Regions from separate parts of the Mus musculus genome. Here region 1 is linked to region 2. Evidence: chromatin contacts called from public Hi-C data. All regions are on one chromosome and are shown on one strand. Each heading gives the region's core, a stretch centred on a gene start, on an enhancer-like site or on the middle of the called end of the contact. The rest is flanking DNA. Distances are from core to core; before and after follow the strand shown.

Region 1 (6,914 bases), core at 2,701-5,200, 520 kb before region 2:
CCCTTTAAGGGTACTTTTAAAACAAACAAACAAACAAAAAAAAACCCAAAACCAAAAAACTTTATTGAAAATTACATTTGGCAGGGCAGGGAAAGTGGTTTCTCTTTTTTTTTTTTTTTTTTTTGGTTTTTTGTTTTTCTAGTTTAGTATTTTTTTGAACAGTGCTACTGTAAACATTCTTATACGTCTTCTGGTGCCTTTATATACTCACTTAGCGGGAGTAAACCTGGGCGTGGAGCTGATGGTCCCAGGGTATGTGCCTCACTCACTGCCTTGCTGGTTTCCAGAGGCTTTGTCCACTGTGCTGCCTCCTTCACAGCAGATTCAGATCCTTGCTGCCATCTGTGATTGCCAGATACTTAGGTGTTTGTCCATCCTTTTTTCTTTTAAATTAGGTCCCAGCTTTTTGCTATTGGTTTGGTTATGCCATGTTAGTCCTTTGATTATATTTTATAATTTCTCAGTTTTTCTTGTCACACATTTTGGAAATTTAAAAAAAAAAAAAAACAACTTTTAAAAAATGTTACACAAAATTCAAAACCAATCTGAAAGGGAAAACCTGAGCAGTGCTTCAGCGCACTGAGTCCTGTTTCCGCACTGTCCGCACTGTCTGCACTTGCTTCACTGTGCTTCACTGTGCTTCACTGTGCTTCACTGTGCTTCACTTGCTTCACTCTGCTTCTGAATCAGAACTGGCAGCATCCCATCACCTGTAGCTGCTTCACCTCCTGCCTCGTTACTTCTAACCCAGCTTTTCTCAAGTGCTTGTTAGAAATGGACAGTCAAAATGTATTAATCTCTTTGTTTCCTCATCATAAAGTTAAAAACTTACAAGGTAGACATTATAAATTGTTAATCAACTGGCTTAAACTAAAATAGGGTTTGATATTTCTAAAAGTAGGCTGAAATAATATGAATAGAAACACAGGCACAATCCTTTATATGACTAGAGGAAACTCTCCCAGTTTCTTCTCTTGCATATGCTCAAATGTAGTCTAACTTCTATAAAATTTTATAAATATGTCTTTTATTGGCCTCTATCTCCACTAAAATGCTGGGTTTTTGCATTAAAAGATGAGATAGCTCTCCTGATTGATGTACTGTGTTTTATTTCTTCTGTACAATTAGTTTGTTTGGGAAAGTTGGATAAATTGGTATTTTCTAGAAAGAAATAGAGCAGACAGATAGAATTTCCTCATATTTAAACATACACATATACCCAGGTATATAAATTTAAGTATGAAACAGGTCACTAGGTTTTGAAGTAGCATATCCTATAGGCATAGATTTTTCACAGCCTACTTTAGTTAGAGTTTAGCCTCTCCTCCAGCCCACCATCCACTAGAGGTAGTTGGAAAGAAAGGTTATTAGGATACGGGTGGAAGTGGACCTTTAGAAATGGCTCTTTGGGGCGATTCCAGTCTTTGTTGTTTTCAGTCCAGTCCACCAGCAAACACCAAACACGAATCAGCAGCTGCAGTCCAGTTCACTTGGCAGACACCACATATGAGCCAGCAAGGGCAGTTCCATCCAGAAGAAACCACAAGGCTCACCAGCCATCCCGAGTGCTCAGAAGTGGCAAGAAGCCGCAGGAGCCTCCAAGATGTTCTTCAGCGAGTTTCTCTCTATAAAGTCACCACAAGTAAAACTCAGCGATGCAGTGTACGACAAACCTGCATGTGTCAGTGAGGCTAGCAAGGCAGCGCCAGACAAAGCAGTGCTCCGGCTCTCACTGCCTGGGGCATGTCTGCTATAGCAAAACTTCCAGCAAAGAATCATTTGACATTACCGACTTTCCAAAGAAACCCCAAGTTTCCACTTAAGTCCCCCAAGTCTGTGGAAAGTTGAGCACTACTAATACAGTCTAATCAATTTTAAATCAATTTCCATTTTTTTATTTTAAAAGTTTTTCATAAATATATTCTGGTCACATTTTCCTCTTTTTCAACTCCTGCCTGATCTTCCCCACCCACCCAACTCTGTGTCCTTACTTTTTAAAATACATGTGCATACGCACACACACCTCCACACACAAACTCACAAAAATGGAAACCAAAGTATACATACAAGCAAATGACCGATAAGACCATAAAAATACCCCAAAGCAAAATGAGACAAAAGGTACAAAAATACTATTGAACTCTTGTGTTGGCCAATTATTCCTGAGGCGTGGTTAATATACTCAGTGAGATGCCATTAGAGAACATTTAATTTTTTTGTTGCCAGTGAGTATCAGTTACAGATAGTTTTTTGGTTAGGGGTGGGAACCTGTGTCCACTTTATATTCAACACTGGGACCCCATCTCACTTGAACCTTTCACAGGCCCTGTGCATGCCACTACAGCCTTTGAGTTCACAGTCCTTAGAATCATCTGTCTCTTCTGACTCTTCCTCTCTTCTGCATAGATCCCTGAAACCCTCAGGCGGAGGGGGGAAGGGGTGAAAACGTGCCATTAGGACTGAATGCTTCAAGGTCTTACTCTGCAGATGTGTCTAGACAGGTGTGACTCTCTGTTAGTCCCCTCTGCTGTAAGAGGCTTCTCTGATGACAGCTGAGCAAGGAGAAAAGCCGTGAAGTATTTCTCTTCCCTAGGTGACGCCTTTGTTCTTGTAAGAGAAGCCAGCAGCCTGACTTGTCTGCCCAGACCACTGAGAATTGACTCAGTCTTAGCTTGCCTCCCTGTTTTATGGCATGGAAATGTCTCCTTTTTCCACATTGTGGGCACACCTTCTCAGTACCACCTATTTTTAACCCGTTCCCCATTGGTCAATACCTCAGTCAGGACTGGAAGCTCAACATCCCGCTCTCTAGCCCAAAGGGCACAGCACCCACACCTATGTGCTAGTTAGTGTCTGTAAAATGTGTTCCTTTCTCCTCTGACTATACTCACAGGAGATTACAATTAGCTGGATGTGGTAGTCTGGGCTGGTGCCTGTGGTCTTTCAATGCTTGTACCTCAGTCCAAGCCCTCTGGCTTTCAGAGTCTCCATTAAGAAGTCAGATGTTCTGCTAGTGGTCAGCCTTTATATATGAGTGGGCCTTGTTCCCCTGCAGCTTTCCATATCCTTTGTTTTATTTAAGTGCTGTGATTATTGAGGTGCTTCTGGGCCTCGGTATTTGGTGTTCTGAATGAACTTTGCTGCATCTCTTTAGAATTAGGAAATTTTCTTTTATGATTTTGTTAATAATATTTTCCGTGCCTTTGACCTAGGATTCTTCTCCTTTCTTTGTACCTATTATTTGTAGGTTGGTCTTTTCAAAGTCTCCCATCCCAGATTCCCTGGAATTTTTTTGAGTCTGGAGTTTTTGTTTTTCCTTTTTCTAAAATTTAATGTTTTCTTTGATTTTTTATTTTTTTCCTACTGTGTCTTTGTGATCTGAAAGCTTCTCTGCCATTTCATTTTAATTTTGACTTACTGAACTTTTCTTTTAAAAAAATTTCCCCCCTTTGATCTTTTAGAGTCAGGATCACAGGAACTCGCTATGTGGACCAGGCTGACCTCAAACTCACAGAGACAGATCTGCCTGCCTCTGCCTCCAGAGTGCTAGGATTAAAGACATATTTCACCACACCTGGCAGTTTAATTTAATAGTGGTTTAAATTAAATACACTCAACTGTTGGTGTTTTCCTCGTCTTTGTTCAGGCATTTATTCATATCCTTGTTAGGTCCTTGAACATATTCATAATTGCTATCTTTAAGTTTTTGTGTTGTGCCGAGTTCTTAATTACTTACTTGGTTCTTTGTTTTCTAGGTTCCCAGAAGCCAGACCAAACTAACAATAATGCTTGAAAAATTAGGAATGGATTATGATGGACGGCCTCACAGCGGTCTCGATGACTCTAAGAACATTGCTAGAATAGCTATTCGGATGCTTCAGGATGGATGTGAACTTCGAATCAATGAAAAAATACTTGGAGGGCAGTTGATGAGTGTGTCCTCATCCTTACCAGTAGAGGGCGCTCCAGCTCCACAGATGCCACATAGTAGAAAGTAACTGCAGTTTTGTCTGATCAGTTGCTACAAAAGTAGCAGGCGAATGAATCTGAGTTAATGCAACCTTCAAGCACCTTAAACATTTAAGATCTTATTACAATTACAGATAGATGGGTATGTATGCAGACATTTTGTGGGAGGACACACCAAATTCTTTGTCACCAGCACTTTTGATCTGAGCAGTATTTGTTACACACAGTAACCAGTCTCTGCTCAGAACTGAATTTTATAATGTAAGGTGTCCAAGATGTGTCCCTTGGCTTTTAAGATGGAAGTTTTATCAGAAAATTCTTTACATGTCATGTTCTTATTGATACTGGAATTTAAAATGAATTTCTACATTACCACCATGAAATTAAATACATTTTTTGAAAATGTGGAAAGGATTGAAAGGTAGTGTTTGCCCATTGAGTTTTAAGTAAAACGTGGTTCTTTTAACTTTGTAAGTTTGTAGGTGAAGTGAGGGCTTTGTCCCAAGAAGGCTGTGTGGGTACCAGATTCTGCAAGTGTTGAAGTTCTATAGTTCAAGTGGCATAATGTTTCTATATAACCTACACGTTCTCCCACATATTTTAATCATCTCTGGGTAGCTTATACTTAATAAACTATAAAGAAATGGTTGTATCATTTAGGGAATAATGACAAGGAAAAAAAAAAGCCTGCAAGTTGATGTAGACACAACCATAGTGGGCCTTGCTACATAGCTCATGAGCTAAAAAAAAACCAAGATCTGAGATGGTGGAGGCAACTTCAGCTGTCCCCTGCGTCACTCTCTGGCCAGCAGCTGTCCCCCCCTGCGTCACTCACTCTGGTCCACTCAGCAAAGTGCTTGCTGAGCAGCAAATTCAGGTGTTTCTTCTTGGAACATTTTCGGCATATCTGTGTATAGCCTATATTCAAGCCAGGAAGTTGTTTCTAAAGGTGTCTACTTTGACAGCCCTGAACACACATGACCCCCAGAACACACGTGATAGACTAAGAGAATCAACTCAGCTCAAGGATGATAAAGTACTGGGACCAGTTTCATATTATAACTGGAAACCTTGTAATAGGTCATAGAATTTAGTTAAAAATCTAGTTACTGGAGGCTAGCAAGATGGCTCAGTGGTTAAAAGTACTTGCTTCTCTTGTAGAAGATCCAAGTTCAATTCCCAGAACCCACATGGTGGCTCACAACCATCTGTAAGTTTCAAAGAATCCAACAGGCAAAACATTCATAAACATAAAATAACTAAATTTAGAATACTGGGCTGGAGAGATGCCTCAGAAGTTAAGAGTGCTGGCTGCTCTTTGAGAGGCCCTGAAGTTCAATTCCCAGCACCCACATAGTGGCTCCCAACCCCCTACAATGAGACTGCTGTCCTCTTCTGGCATGCAGGCAGAATGTTGTATATATAATATATACATCCTTTTTAAAAGTCTAATTACTGGTGAGACTAATGGAAAGTTAGAAAAGGCAGCCTGGTAGCACAGATGTGTAATTTCAGTCCTCAAGAGTTAAGGCATAGGTGAATCTGAAGCCACTCTGAGCCATATAATGAGCTCCTGATTCCAAAATGTGTCAGTAGAAAATACAAGTGAACTTGTGAGAGCTATAACTTACAAATCAATGGGAAAATCTGAAGATTTGCTCCTTGCCTTCCCTCACCATTGTGAATGTATATTCGCCCTGCTTTTGAGCTCATGGTAAACATTTGTATTCAGTACTGTGAGGTGAAATGTTTTGTTCCATAGTAAAAAGTACCTGGCTTGTCTTGGTGAGTGACCAGTATATATTGGAAAGTAATTCCTGCTTCTAAAGTCAAGATGTGCTCTGGAGATGATGATGTCATACTGTCTGGAGGCTAACAGTGGGAGCTTTTGGAATTAAACCCCTCTAATGCTTTCCTGGACCCATCTCATTGGCATTGCCTGTTGTTTTGTTTTTTCAACTTTCCTTAATGATTGTGATCATATTATGTCCATCACCACTATAATCAAGTAGATTGATCATGTTTCCTAACTCGGACATAGGAGGAACGACAGCGATGCGCTTGGGACCATGAGAATTTGCTACCCAGGCTTGCGGTTTCATTCCCCAGTGAGCTCTGTCTTGAAGCAAAGGGACAGGAAATGGTCATTGTGAGGGACAGAAGCCAGCAGGCTCTCTGGACTGACTTACTCTTCATTTTCTCACATAAGCCATGGTGACACAGGCAGGTTCATGCCCTAGAAAAATAATTGCTTGTCACCTGATTGCATAGTTGCTACTGAATAGGGAAACTACCATTGGGAAGTTAGAGAATAGCAGGACATACTAATGCCTTCCTCTTTGTTTTGTTTTTAAATCAGGCTGTTTAAATTTTTTCCTAATCAAGTGCTTAACATTTTTTTTTTAAAGAACTTAACACTGCAAGCTTTTAAAATGCTTTTGGCTCTACTAAGTATTTCGCCATCTTCACTCACTCTGAGTCTCTGTCAAACCATTTGATTTGGCTTTCTGCTGATATAACCTGTCTGTAAGTTATAGAGTGAGTCATAATTCTTGAAAGGAAACTACTGCAGCCTGCCTGCCTACGTTGTGTGTAAAGATACTGGTTCTTGTTACTGCTGGGATGGCTTACACTGGTGCTAGTGTTTGCTGATACTTACTTAAAGCTTTATTTTCTCAGTCGCCATGGTCATCTCCTTGTTTTCCTTTTACTTGCTTGGACATTGAGACTGATTTTTCCCCCTGTATTATTTTCAAATCCACACAAACTGGTATATATTCTCAGCTACATTTTGTCTGATTTTGTATTAAATACTGACATTGACTCTGGAAATTTTTCTTTCTCTCCACTTCTCCCTCTGACTGGGTCAAGCAAAAGCAGGAAGAAGAGGTTTTCTTTTTTTTCAGCATGTGTTTCTGCGTGTATGTGTGCCTGGGAGAGTTTAT
Region 2 (6,525 bases), core at 694-3,193:
CTCCACTTAGTTTTCGTTTTCTTGTTGTTCTGCATTTTCTTTCTGAAGGACTTAGGAAGTTTTTAGTAGTTGACGTTAGACTGCTTCTGTAGTGTCTGTCTGTCCTCACTGCAACCTGTGAGCTCCCGAAGTCTGGAAGTTAGAACTTCCGTCAGCTGTGAGAAGTGTCATTTTTGCAGAGCTTCTTCTCTTCCTACCCTCATTACTCTGGTATCTTACTGAATGCTTGCCTTTTGTACCTGTTTCAGAGCCTCCTGGAAGAGTTCTTAAGGAGCTTGGGCTGAGGAGTGAAGTATGCATTCTAGGTTGTGGAAAATGGCGATAGATGGGGCTAGGACAGAGAGCGAACGCCCCAGTGTGATTTCTTTTATCACCATTTTCCAAACTTTGCTTTTTAAAAATGCTGTCACCTTCGATGTAATTGTGCACTTGGCCCTCTGGTCCGATTGCAGTATTTCCCCTTGATATATCCCTCTACTTTTGGCTAGCGCTGCAGTGGGAAATCCTGTCTTCATATTCACAGCAGCAAAGGAGACACAGTGCTGGTGTTGAGTGTAGGCCTTCTCTGGTCCATCGCCTGCCTAGGCAGGATAATTACCTTCTGCTGTTGAGCTAATCTTTTTGCGTTGGAATTTAACCATCTTTTTTTCTTGGGACAGTTTATTTTTACTCCCTGTTTCTTACCTTTTTTGTTTCTGGTAGTTTCTCTGTTGGGTTTGGAGAAAGCACTCCTTTAGTTCTCTGTACTTTAGCATTCTCTCCCTCTCTCTACCTCTCTCCCTCTCTCTCCCCCTCTCCCTCCCCAAACCAGGTTCTATAAGATAGAATAATTTTCAGCTAGGGTCTGCTTTTGACAAATGAGAAATCAACAGGGAAATATACTCCTTTGTGACTTTTGATGAACCAATCAGAAGCTAGTTTATCTTCTAAGGATTAAAAGCTAATATAGTTACAATGAAAGCTAGAAGAGGAAGCAATAACGTTAAATATAAAATATTTGTCATTGGATGGTATATTACAGAGTAATCAGAAACTTCTAACTAGGTGTCTGTGCTTTGTTGTGTATTAGATGAGGTAAACCAGTTGGTACATAGAAGACAAGTAAGGTGGAGGTTCTTTCCGCAGTTCCCAGTACAGATGTTCACAACAGCATACACATTTCTTCCGTAAAATACAGTAAACCCAAATACCTAAAAACATGTCAGAAGAAGAAAGTGGACAGAATGAGAGTGAAGGCATGGTGGTGGAGCTGTCGTGAGATAAACAGCAGCTGCCTTCCACACATCAGCCAGGATGCACATGATTCAGAATGAACTTAGAGTTAGAAGTTCCTCCATGTCTGGACCCTCTGGAGTAGGCAGTGATGTTAGGGAGCCACTGAATACCCTGGGGAGAAAAGTGTTTAAAAGCTCTACAGTTATTGTTCAAAAGCTTCTGTGTTGCTAATTTTTGTGAACGTGACACAGGCATATCTGGGAGGAGAGGGACTCTAGGTTTAGGAGTTTTCTCCATCAGATTGGCTCGTGTGCAAGTCTGTGAGGCAATTTTTTGATTACTGATGGATGTGGGAGAACCCCAGCCCACTGTGGGTGGAGCCATTCCTGGGTAGTTGATGGTAATTCTTATAAGAAACAGGGCTGTTGGGCTGGTGAGATAGCTCAGTGGTTAAGAGCATCAACTTCCCAAGGTCCTGAGTCCAAATCCCAGCAACCACATGGTTGCTCACAACCATCCGTAATGAGAGCTGACTCCTTCTTCAGGAGTGTCTGAAGACAGCTACAGTGTACTTACATATAATAAATAAATAAATCTTTAAAAAAAAAAGAAAGAAAAAGAAACGGGGCTGAGCAAGCCATGCAAAGGGGACAGACACCAGTAAGGAGGGTTTCTTCTCCATGGGTCTTGGTTTCACTTCCTGTTTCCTGACTACTTCCCTTCATGTTGGACTGTGAAGTGGGAAGCCACACAAACCCTTTGATCCCCAAGCTGCCTTTGGTGGTGTTTGATCCCAGCAGTAGAGAGCCAATGAGGCCAGTCTTGTGGCTGGAATTACGTAAACAGTAGATCACTGATACCTTCCCTTCTAAGGTATCTCGTGGATCCTCTGTCACTAAAAGCCCGTTTATCTTTTATGTCAGTGTTCTTGACAATTTCAAGCTTACTTTACTCTTTGTCTTTTGGGTGTTCTTGGATCTTACAATACTTACAGAAAAATTAAAAAATGACATGTAATATGAACTTTGCTATTGTGATCCAGTGCTCGTTGCTTTGTTGGTAGTCAGGTTAGGAAGAAAATGCCTTCTTAGTCTGTTGTTTGCTACTGTTTATAAAATATTTCAGTTTATATTACACCAAACGCCTTTGGGTTTTCTTTTTTGATAACATTGTTCATGTTACCGTTAAGGTTTAAGGTTGTTTCTTGCAGATTTTAATTGTAGGCAAGCTTAAAATGTTAAATGTTAAGTGGAATGACTTTTCCTGGTTTTTTAGCTCAGACCTGGGGAATAAATACCCGTGGCCCTACATCTTGTACTGAAACACTTCAAAGGGCCTTAATTATAATACTTTAAAATCAGTTCTTTAAGAATGTTGCTAAGTGTATTTAGTTAGGCCTTGTACTTTGAATTTAGTTTTTCCTTAAAGTACATTTTTTGTTTTCTTTAAATATGTGAAATGACATTATTTACCAGCAAACATGTGCTGAAATTTACAAATCATCTTACACTCTACTTACATTCTACTGCTCCTGGACAGGGGTAGCTCAATTTTATATCAGAATAGTGAAACCAGAGAGAGCTGGCCATGTGTCCAGTCTGCTGTTCTGGCACAATAGTACTGAGCAGTGGTAGAGGTCCTACAGTCTCGGTTCTGTCCCTCCCTCCCTCGACCATCACAACCCAACCCTTCCCATTATGAGAAGCAAGGCTCCTGGGGAGTTTGAAGGCTTGTTGCTTTGTTCCTGTTGGGACAGAAAAGACAATGATGGATTAGGTGACATCAGTCAGGTCAGGCCACTGGCATTCTGCGAGCCCAGGTAAGGAGCTTGCATTTGAGGAAGGGTCTATCCTGTGGTCTCTCTATGCTAGCTGATGTCAACAGCAGGCATGCGAAGATGAGGCCCAGAGGACTAGTAAGGTCGTTGGATGAGTGTCTAGCTGTTGGCTTACGTCTTTCCCACTTGGACCCTCACAGACCAAGGTGCTCACCCAGAATTTGGGACCCAGCTGTCCTTGCCTTCTAACTCTGTGCCAGATCTTTATTGTTAGACAGGAGAGCAGGAGTGTCCTTAACTAGTTGCCTCTGATTTTGTTCTTGATTCTTTACTTTTTATTGTGATTTGTGTGTGTGTGTGTGTGTGTGTGTGTCTGTCTGTCTGTCTGTCTGTTAGTCTGTCTGTGTGTGTCTGTGTGTTCATACGGAGGGCAGAGGTCCATGCTGGGTGTTCTGCAGTCACCTTCCATCTTAGTTTTTGAGACTGGGTCTCTTTGTTGAGCCTGTAGCTCCAGGGATCCCTCTGTCCCACACCAAGTTCCCAGCTTTCTTCTTTTTTCCTAACGTGGGTATGGGAGATTCAGATTGAGATCCTTATGTCTGCATACCGAGCACTTGAACAGACCGGATCATTTTCCTAGCTCCTTAGTGTTTTTAAAAGAGGATCTCTTTATGTAGCATAGGCTGGCCTACAAACATTGCTCAGTCTCCCTCCAGCATTGTGGGATTAGAGGCATGTGCTGCCATATTTGGCTCTGATGTGCTCATTTTTACATAGTGTATTAGAGTTTCCTGGAGGAGAAGAACAGATAGAATTTATTATTGTTATTATTGCATCCACTAACAGTGAGATAGAACAATTGTTTCACTTGAGACATCTAGGACTGGTAGTTGCTCAGCCTTGAGGCTGGGTGCTTAAGCTATCCCAGTCTGGTGCCCCAAACCTGGTGTGTTCTGGAGACTTTGGTCTCCTATCAGTGCAGGAATGAGCTGCAGCGGTCAGGAGGAACTGAAGCAGCAAAGGAGGGAAGGCCAAGTTAGCGGGACAGCCTTCCTTCTCCATGCCCCTTTAATCTGGGTTGCTACCGGAATGCACTGTTCACACGGTGCTCCCAGCTCAGCTAAGGCACTCACTCGGTCGGTACAGCTCCCGGCCCAGGTGACTCTAGTTTGTGCAGAGTTGATTTAAAGTGAACATCTCATTCAGCTATCTGAAAACTTTTTAAAGACTCAAATAGCATTAAGTGATTTTGCTTACAAATCATTTCTCAGGTCCTTGAAACAAATTTCTACCCATGACTTACAGAAGTGATGGCAGATGCTGTTATTTATTCTCCCTGAATTCATCTTCTAATTCCTTACCAGTAGATTAGTTGATTTTCTTGAGACAGATGTGTGCTCAGCTATAAAAGACTTGTTTTTCAGCCTGTTTTTGTAAGTGGGCAGGTGACACATTTTTGGCTAGGAAAGCATAGGTAGGCATACTTAAATGAAGACCCTTTCTGATTTACTAAATATTCTGTGTCCAAGCCTTTCTTTCTTGTCTGAAAATCATGTGTCCAGCTTAGAGTTGTAGCACTCTTACAAGCACAAACAGATTAAGCAGAGAATGCTAAAGTGGACAGACAGGCTTTCAGCGGTTTCTGACGCCATTGCTAAGTGAGCATGAGCCAGGTGACTCTGTAATGGTTTAGGGGTTTCACTCAGAGCTGCCTGTGTTCCTTCCCAATAAAATGACCTTACTAGTCCTCTGGGCCTCATCTTCGCATGCCTGCTGTTGACATCAGCTAGCATAGAGAGACCACAGGATAGACCCTTCCTCAAATGCAAGCTCCTTACCTGGGCTCGCAGAATGCCAGTGGCCTGACCTGACTGATGTCACCTAATCCATCATTGTCTTTTCTGTCCCAACAGGAACAAAGCAACAAGCCTTCAAACTCCCCAGGAGCCTTGCTTCTCATAATGGGAAGGGTTGGGTTGTGATGGTCGAGGGAGGGAGGGACAGAACCGAGACTGTAGGACCTCTACTACTGCTCAGTACTATTGTGCCAGGATTAAGAACAGCAGACTGGGCACATGGCCAGCTCTCTCTAGTTTCACTATTCTGATATAAAATTGAGCTACCCCTGTCCAGGAGCAGTAGAATTCTGACTTTGTAATACACGTCTATGAAATCCTTTTTTAAAAATTTTTTATTATTTTTTTAAATTTTGGGAAACTTCCTTAGTACTTGGCTTTCCTGAAAAGGAGTGGATTTCTATAGATAGCATGGAAGACACATTTTTGTTGTTGTTGTTCTATTTTTCATGTGGTCCTCATTTCTTTAGTGTATGAATGAAATGGAGGAAGATCTGACTGTTTCATTACCCTTTAGTTTTATTTAACATGCCAGTTTCTAAGTTGATCAAGTAAGTAGTAGTGTGGAATTAGTGCCGCACAGCCACAGAGTGGGGCGGGTCAGTAAGTGCTGTCATGCACAGTTTCAGCCTTTAGTCCGTTGCATTGTAGCTCACAGTTTGTCCTTATCAGTGGCCATTTCCCTTCCTCTTGGTCTCACTAAATTCTCCTCAAGTTACACTTTGCCTAATGTTGTCTGTGGTTCCTGCCTTCTGCCACAGTGTCACCTGTTTGGTCATTACACTGCTTCGGGTCCTAGCCTGCTGTTCCCCTTCTTCCTTTTCTAGCCCTAGACTGTGACACTTGTTTCACAGTCTGCTTCTGTATGCTTAGATGCGACTAGTCTCATTTTACACCTTGTTTTCTCAGATTTGTAATCCTGTCACAGATAGCTTTATTGAACTAACTGTTGCACACAGTTTGACATTGGTGCACCCTAATAGTATTCTGATACCTTCAGATTCTGATACAACCTGTAGTGTTCTGATATTTAAAGGACTTAAATAGAAAATTTTTGTCAGCAGTTTTTAAGTATGAAGTACATGGAAGCTTATGAATGTGATTTTGTTACATGTCGTAACACTGTGGGGCAGAAGGCACCTCATTCACTTGCATTTCTGGCACAGTGGCCTGCCCCAGCAAGCCATTAGAAATGGTTTCTGAGTCAGCCACTCAGTAGCAAGGAGCATTGCCCTTTTGGAAATGGGAAGGTCAGTTTGAACAAAGCTAATGTTTTTGCTTGTTTTGCCTTAGCCTTTTTACTATAGCAGAATACTATAAGTAATATAGTAGTATATATAATATAGTAGAATTCTATAAGTCATATATAGTATGTAGTAAAAGGTAGGGTATAGGGTAGGATCAGCACATGGGTGTGGACCTCGTTAAGGATTTAAGTTAACGTATAGAACATTTTGCTTCTTTCTGCAGGTTTTGGAAGGAAGGATGTTGTAGAACACTTGCTGCAGATGGGTGCTAATGTCCACGCCCGTGATGACGGGGGTCTCATCCCACTTCATAATGCCTGCTCTTTCGGCCATGCTGAGGTTGTGAGTCTGTTACTGTGTCAAGGAGCAGATCCGAATGCCAGAGATAACTGGAACTATACACCACTGCATGAAGCTGCCATTAAAGGGA

The links. A called contact is a pair of places that touch in the nucleus more often than the background predicts.
Region 1: a Hi-C map of bone marrow-derived macrophages shows a contact between it and region 2, with 12 read pairs. The contact joins two enhancer-like sites. A contact is called at or near these places in 1 of 15 datasets of contacts at CTCF or cohesin (pro-B cells), 15 of 484 Hi-C or Micro-C datasets (the AtT-20 cell line, the G1E-ER4 cell line, Th1 cells and 11 more), 5 of 115 datasets of contacts at active chromatin or transcription factors (acute myeloid leukemia, cardiomyocytes, effector CD8 T cells and 2 more) and 1 of 9 other capture datasets (embryonic stem cells).

What each region holds. Positions count from the first base shown.
Region 1 is chr8:35,466,212-35,473,125 of GRCm38.p6, reverse strand. Eri1 (exoribonuclease 1) reads left to right here. Exons shown (of 7, transcript NM_026067.3): 7 at 3,756-6,914. The coding sequence ends at 3,998. Among named protein-coding and RNA genes, the nearest start is that of Gm51568, 26 kb to the left of the region's middle. Within about 2 kb of position 3,950, at least 2 of the 459 cell types and tissues checked have an H3K27ac peak or open chromatin away from gene starts, as enhancers often do. A contact at or near this core is called in bone marrow-derived macrophages, where this site is marked.
Region 2 is chr8:34,940,714-34,947,238 of GRCm38.p6, reverse strand. It overlaps Tnks (tankyrase, TRF1-interacting ankyrin-related ADP-ribose polymerase), which reads left to right. Exons shown (of 27, transcript NM_175091.3): 2 at 6,319-6,525. Among named protein-coding and RNA genes, the nearest start is that of Tnks, 22 kb to the left of the region's middle. Within about 2 kb of position 1,943, at least 55 of the 459 cell types and tissues checked have an H3K27ac peak or open chromatin away from gene starts, as enhancers often do. A contact at or near this core is called in bone marrow-derived macrophages, where this site is marked.